Regions from separate parts of the Zea mays genome. Here region 2 is linked to region 1. A link is a contact called in public Hi-C data. All regions are on one chromosome and are shown on one strand. Each heading gives the region's core, a stretch centred on a gene start, on an enhancer-like site or on the middle of the called end of the contact. The rest is flanking DNA. Distances are from core to core; before and after follow the strand shown. Region 1 holds the start of LOC103632719 (protein ODORANT1). Region 2 has its middle 21 kb from the start of LOC100273108.

The links. Hi-C and Micro-C count contacts between places; a contact is called where the count stands out from the background.
Region 2: a Hi-C map of ear shows a contact between it and region 1, with 2.8 times the contacts expected there. The contact joins the enhancer-like site here to the promoter of LOC103632719 in region 1. A contact is called at or near these places in 2 of 25 Hi-C or Micro-C datasets (ear and tassel).

What each region holds. Positions count from the first base shown.
Region 1 is chr7:113,204,370-113,208,128 of Zm-B73-REFERENCE-NAM-5.0, reverse strand. LOC103632719 (protein ODORANT1) reads right to left here and starts at 1,824. Exons shown (of 2, transcript XM_008654462.1): 1 at 1,400-1,824; 2 at 460-1,245. The coding sequence starts at 1,532. The coding sequence ends at 545.
Region 2 is chr7:113,380,913-113,384,671 of Zm-B73-REFERENCE-NAM-5.0, reverse strand. No RefSeq gene overlaps it. Among protein-coding and RNA genes, the nearest start is that of LOC100273108, 21 kb to the left of the region's middle. Within about 2 kb of position 1,626, at least 18 of the 20 cell types and tissues checked have an H3K27ac peak or open chromatin away from gene starts, as enhancers often do. A contact at or near this core is called in ear and tassel, where this site is marked.

The sequences.
Region 1 (3,759 bases), core at 575-3,074:
TTTCTATATAATATTGTATTAATGTGGTTTATTAGATTAGGGGCGTAGTATGGAGGAGGATCGTCGATGGATGTATAAATGTTGGAAGAAAAGAGTTAATGTATGATAGTTTATGTCTGACGACCGTAGTCAGAATTAAGCTTATTTCCGACCTTTTATGGTCAAGGGACGGGTGCTGTCGGAGATAAGCCTTCGGCCGTCGAAAATAGTTTATTTTCGACGGCTTAGTGTTTATCTCCGATGGCTTTGGCCGTAGGAAATTCTCTGTTTTACTGTAGTGCCGGTTCAAAAATCGATATTGTAGTCGGTTGTCTACTAATACTAGTAATACTAAAGACTATTTTTGTAAGACTGTCTATGTGTTTTAAACATTGTAATCGTATAATAATAGGAAAATGCAGCGGTGGTGAATAAGTATGCAAATCTGCTGCCACTTTTTAGGAACATGACACTGATTACTGATCTGTGTAATCGTTTGTGTATTAATATATAGTACTACTATTTAGCTGAAAAACATATTTTCCCGCAAAGGAAGACCAATTCATCATAATGTTTCCTGGTGTTCAAACAAGGCGATCCTCTGGTATGTGACGAAGGGGTCCTCGAACTCCCATGGCTTCCGCGCAGTAACCACGTCCTCCAGCTGCCACATCGGCTCCGGCCAGTCCATCATCGGCGGCCAATCAAGCCACTCGCCGTCGACGCTGCTGGTGCCACCGCTCGATGCTGCCGCGGAGGCGGAGTTGGACGAGGAGGAGGAAGAAGACGACTCGGGCGAGTAAACAGTGCCGAAGCAGGCCGCGGCCTGTGCACTGACCACGTCGTCGCCTGGCAACACGATGTCAATGTCGTCCAGGAGGAGCGCCATGGGCACGTCGTCGGTGCAGAACGATGCATCATCGTATCCTGACGTGATCGCCGTGACGATCTGCTTCTCCTCCCCCGACGAGCCAGCTGGCTCCTCAAGAGGAGGAGGAGGAGCTGGCTGATGGAGTGGCTTGTGTGTCACAGGGTCGATGCCCATTTTCTTGAGCTTCTTCTTGATGTGCGTGTTCCAGTGGTTCTTGATCTCGTTGTCCGTTCTCCCCGGCAGGTGCGACGCGATCTTGGACCACCGGTTGCCCAGCTGCGCGTGCAGGTCGATCACCGTCCTCTCCTCCTCCTCCGACAGCAGCCCGCGCTTGAGGTCCGGGCGCAGGTAGTTGGTCCACCGCAGCCTGCAGCTCTTCCCGCACCGCAGTAGTCCTGTTCATTCAGAAACCCACAAGCGCACGAGTGAGTTCATGGTCATGGCGTCTTGGCGTGCATGCCAGGCTAAGGCAGCGTGTAAGAAAAACAAAGCAAAGCTAGCCGCCGGCCGGCCAATGAGGGAGACCGGATTTATATGGTGATCACTCACCGGCGAGCTTAGGCACGGCGCGCCAGCAGCACTGGCCGTTGATGAGGAGGAAGGTGACGAGCTTCTGGTCCTCCTCCGCCGTCCACGGGCCCTTCTTCAGCCCCACCTTATCGCAGCACGGTTGCCTCCCCATTGCTCAGTTCGTTATAACAAACTCCTCTCGCTCGCAAATAAAGAAAAGCACGCGCAACCAGCTAGCTAAAAACCGTTGCGACTTGCAAGCGAGCTAGCTTTGCAACTTCACGGTGGAGACGCCATTGCCACCTTCCTTTATAAAGGACAATGGGAGGACGGGGGAGAGAAGACGTCGAGGCAGTCAGTCCTCCAGGAACGGGGTACGTGTGTAGCACGGGAGATACTGAGACTGGAGTGTGGGACCTGACGACGGTGTTACCACTTGGCCAGGTTTACTTTCCTGCTCGTGGTCGTGGGTCCCTTTCGCTTGCTTTGCACGGGCTGCTATGCTATGCCTATGCAGTTGCCAAGCCTTGGTCATTCTACTATATATCTAAACGACCCCATTATTTTTTTAGTTCTGATTGTTGAACAAGGAAATGAAATAGCCCATCATATCATAACCAAAGTTTTGATTTCTATGCTGACTATTTTTGTAGTAATATTCCACCCTAGTAGTATACATCTAGCTTCTAGGTGCGTGTTATTAGGACTCGCATGAAAGGAAAACATGAATACATGATATTAATATATAAGAAATGCTTCCATGCAACTTGAAGACAAATCCATACAAGTGTACACACTATAGGATTTCTTGTTACTCTATCTCGCGTATCCCTTGAATCCCAAGTTATACTGTATCGTCAGCTATAGTATCATCTTTCAAATTATAAAACATTTTGGCTTTTTTAATACATACATTTTATTGTGTATTTAGATATACACTAGGTCTAAATGCATATAGTAAAATCAATATGTATCTAGAAAAGTTAAAATGTTGCACTTATCAAGCATGCATACAGCATACAGGCATATGTTATATGTCACGTGTAAATTGTTTTCCACCTACAAACAATGCTTTAAGCATGTGTCATAGATTTATTTCTTACTACCTATTTGCGGATGTATTAGGATATCCAAATGTTGGTTTTCTCAGATGTGAATGTGATGCAATTAGTCCTGCTGATTACTCATGCAATTCTATGCAGCCAGTGCATTTTTTTTCCAAGACCGTATTTTGTATCATAAATGTCATAATCCCTTCTATGTCTTTCGAGGATGTAATTTCTTATCCATCCATGCCATCGTATAGAAAGAATTATAACATTTGTGATGATAAATAAGGTATTAGACAAAATTATAGTGACATATATAGAGAATTTTCTCATTACTTGTGGCCAATCTTATCATATCATCGAGATATCAAACGACGCATCCGGCCAGTTTTGATATTGCTCATGAACACACTACCAGTTTCCACAGTTTCATTGTCTTCTTCTGCTCCTCCGCATTTAAATAGTAAAAAAACTAAAATTACACATAAATTCAGATTTGAATCAAGTTATTGACTCCAAACTCATATTCACACTCATCTAACCAACAAAACGCACGAGTCTTTATGTTTTATACTATGTACTCAAGTATAAATAAAAATCGTATCAACGTACGCGCACTTTGCTAGTGTAACAGTACATCCAACTAATTGAAACACGTACTGATCCAGAGGTTCGCAGCCGCGGCAGTCTTCTCAAATTTGCTAGATTGGAAGTTGGAACGTTGACTGATGTCATACAAGACTGCAGGGATTGACAAAACCGCACCCTTTTAATTTGTTGCTAGGCCAGGACACACACGAAGCTTCTTACAAGAGAACAAAATAGTGACACGAACAATATGCTTATTAGCTAATTGTCTTCGTTGCATAAACTAATGCTCTATCAGATACGTGCTTCCCCAAATGAAAGTGGAATACGTACTATTCTGTCAACAAAACACGGTGCAAGTGGTGAGATATGCAGTGTGGAACGAAGGAAAATAATCAGACCGGTGAACTGATGAGAGCACGCGTCTGGAAACAGGAATTCGGCGAACACACCACTGTAGTTTGATCATTAGCTAGATAACCCGTTTCTTATATTCCACAATTATGACCTTTTGTATCGACTGAGCTATACCAAGTAAAAAACAAAACCTGTTCATTTGAGCACGTTGTGGAATTAGTTAACTAAACCGCATGGCTGAATATTCAGATAGGCCAATTTCTTATTCCATAATTCTGACCCAATTCGTACTTATATCATATGAACTACCAACCAAACAAACAGCAAGCGTCAATGCAGGACTTCATTAACAAGCTAGTGGGAGGATCAGCTCCTCCTCGATTGGCTGACTTTTCGAGCAAACTA
Region 2 (3,759 bases), core at 377-2,876, 180 kb before region 1:
ATCCTAATGCCTCTATTACTTATAGAATATTATTTACTGTGTTTGTTACTGTTGCATCTGCTGAAAGAAGCTTCTCAAAATTGAAGTTACTGAATAATTATTTAAGATCAACAATGAGTCAAGAAAGGTTGAATGGTTTGACGCCTTTATGATCGAGAAGAAGCTATTGAATGATATCGATATCAATAGTATAATCGATGATTTTGTACAAAAAATATTAGAAGAAGTTTTATAAGATGAGAAGTGACAAGTAAATTTTTATTATTTCAGCCAATGTTATTTTATAAACAATAATGTGTAATATTCTATATTACAGTAACTTATATACAATTTCTTTACTGATATGTATTTAGTAGATGTGTAGATGATATATACATATATCTAGTTATATGGGGCCTCTATATAAATTTTTGTTTAGGCCCCCCGAAATGTCAGGACCGGCCCTGTCTATGATCCTTAACACTATAAGGAGATTGTCAATTTGTCATCAAAGATTTGTGATATATATGTTGTATGAATTTTGAAATTAATTATGTAGATACGAATAATACATATATGCTGACTTTGCTAGATTTTTTTTTGCTAAGCGTGATGTATCGATTAGCCCTAAAATTTTGGTTATGCGTCTAATTACATAAAAAATGATGCCCTTTTTCATTATGTAATTTTTTTTTGCTGAGCTACATCCGCGTTCTTATTTTTTTGTTGTTGGCACCCGATCTGCATGGATATATGCACACGCCATTTTTTCGCTCGCGCAAAATAGAATTATATATTAGTTGGAGTAGTAATGATCTTAGTATGCATGTAGTAGTAGTAATATTAATTAGAACTAGAATATGCGTGTACTAAGGTTTAGAAAAACTTTTAAAAATGATCTTCAGCATCTCCTAATAAACCACAATTATTGGAACCTCCATAAGCTGTTCGATATCCCATAGACATAGACTTGTCAACCCTCTTCCACATCATGTTGCCAACATTTTAAAATGTGCATGCATGCTGGGTGTAGTTAATGCGCAACATTAGAAGCATGCAGAATAAACGCGCATGTAGGGGGTAAAAAACGGCTAAAGTTGCATGTAAAAGCTAAAACGTACTATAGAATTTTCATCCATATTTTTAGTAGGTTAAACGTCAAGAATTTTAATTTTGGAACCAGAGGGTGTATATATCCAGAGGCACGCTCCTAGTACTAGGGTATGTGCAAAAAGTGGATTTGTTTCATTAAGAATGTGCTAACGCATGTCCAAACAATGCCATGTCTTCGTCAGCTGCTGCTGCTAGAAGTGCGAGTCAGCTTGACGTGCATGCACGAGTCGCCTTTCAAATTGCGCATGCACCATTCGCGGTTCGCCTTTCCGAGAGAGAAGCGGCATTCGGAACTTGGATGCGGTCATTATTACTTCTTGCCCGGAAAACCAGCCTGCCTGTCTGCCATTACTCCTTCCCGGGAAGCTCGAGCTTTCCTGGGCTCCCTCCAATTGAAGCCTGCTTGCTCCCTTGCGTTTCAAGTCCGGTGGGCGTTCCCCCGTCGGTTTCGTCATGGGCTTCTCTAGATTCCCCAGCCCACACAGTACACGCACGGTGATTGTCTTGATGGGTTGGGTTTGATTAGAGGCGCGAGCGAGGCCAGCCCGTGCGCAGCGCACCATCGGCGTCACCTTCTCCGTCATGTGTCGTCACCGAAGAGGCGAGAGCGCGAAGTGGTGGTGGTGGCCGGTGGGGGGGCCGGGTTAGGTCAACCGCTGCGCACGGAGGGATCCAGATCCTGCTAATCACCATGTCCATGACAATAGCTGTTGACGATCCCAGATGGAGTGGTAGGGTTTGCATTGCATTGTAGTAGACAGTAGTAGTGCATTGCATGCAGCTGGCCTCCAGCTGTGGAGGGTGCAATGCCATCTGCAGGGGGCCGGGATTGTACGTAGTGCCACTGCCAATCCAATCCAAATCTTTGCAAGCGTGGGTCGGCGCCGGTTGCCAACGAAACGAAAAGGTAGACGACGCGTCCAGTCCATCTCCATACTCCTTACTCCATAGTCGGTCGATCAGCAGCATATCCTGATCTGGTGGGGTACGACGTTGTCGTTGTTTACTTATTCTTTATCATCATTGCTGCCACTTGTCAGTTTTCCCCTCCGTCCACAGTTCGGGTTTCTGCATGCCGTGTTGACAGCAGAACAATAGAGAGCCAAGCACAGAAAAAAGGTCAGCTCAATGTCGGATTTATTGTAGGAAAAATATTTTTTTTTTCACTCAGAAATGTACGTAGTGGATATGATATGAATGCGAATGTAGCAGTACTCGGTCCTATATCTACCTTTTTTCATAAAGTAGCAGTGGCTATTTCTGGACACGCGTGCTAGCCTCCAGGCCATCGAGCTGGTGTATACGTATACGTGGTAGTCTGAATTGTGCATGGTACGGTGTGAACTGCAGAGTTTTTACTCGCAGCTTCCAGAGTCCAGACGAGCTCTGCTCGATCGTCGTAGACTCTCTGCTTGCGCTTCCCCTGCCGGGCCAGCAAGTCAAGCTGACGGCTTCTCCCAAGTCTCAAGTAAGCGACCATTCTAAAGTACATTTTAGTTTAAAAATAAATTAGCAGTCGATAAATATCCGATTACAAATGGACTCAATTATACACCTCCTCCTGTGCTGGTTTTTGCCATCCCAAACTCGTACCCTTGTAAAATATATATACCCATTAAAAACTCGTACCCAAAACAAGTTTAAAATTGTACCCAAACCCGTACCCATCTGGTTAGCGGGTATCCACGGGTAACCCGTGAGTTTCATCTCTTGTTCTTCTCATAATTAATAAGTATCGTAATGATATATTAGTGAGATCATGGTCCAAAATTTATGTGATAAAAACAACTGAGTTCATGATTTGATATAAAAATTATTAGTAGAGAGATTGAAATATAAATAATAAGTTGTATAATTAAGTGACCTTGCACTAAGTTATCTATCCACCACGTATATAACGCTAATAAAAAAACTATAATAGCAAGCAAGCAACACTCTCACCAACTACTTATACATTCACCATTTGATAAAAATTAGGAGTAAATAGGAAGATAACAAATTTGTTGTTCGTTTATAAAATAAAATGACAATAGGTTTGGTCGGGTTTAAAAAATCCACGGGTTCACGGGTTTAGGTACTATAGAAACAAACCCATACATATAAACCTGTCGGGTATAGATTTACGCCCATTAATAAATCTATGTGTATAAAATTTGACCTAAACCTGTACCCTAAATTAAGTAAAAAAACTCATCGGATTTTGATTTTTGGGTATCCATTCTCATCTCTAATCGTGTTCGAGCAACTGAGTGCGTGCATATATATTGAGATTGAAAGCTTCCAATCAGCGGGCGCAAGAACACACGTTTATTATTTTATTTTTTCCAGCTGTGCGCACGTACGTACATATACGCGGTCGGCTCGCTCCACCAACCTCTAGCTCCGACCTCTTCTTCTCACTGCGTCGTCTCGTCGATCAAATTATCCACACGTCCCCGTTATTAGACATTAGGTTTCGGATTCAAACTACGCACGCGACCGTCTGCTACGGATAAATTAATGTTGACGAAACAGCGACGCGTGGATGGCGATCATCTACTGCATTGCAATTTGCACGCCCGTGTACGTCGCCGTGTGTGATCGAGACTAGCTGCGCTAGCTCTTCTGACGGTGCTCTCGCTCGTTATTGGTCCAAACATTTCATTATTCTTCCGGTCTAATAGTATC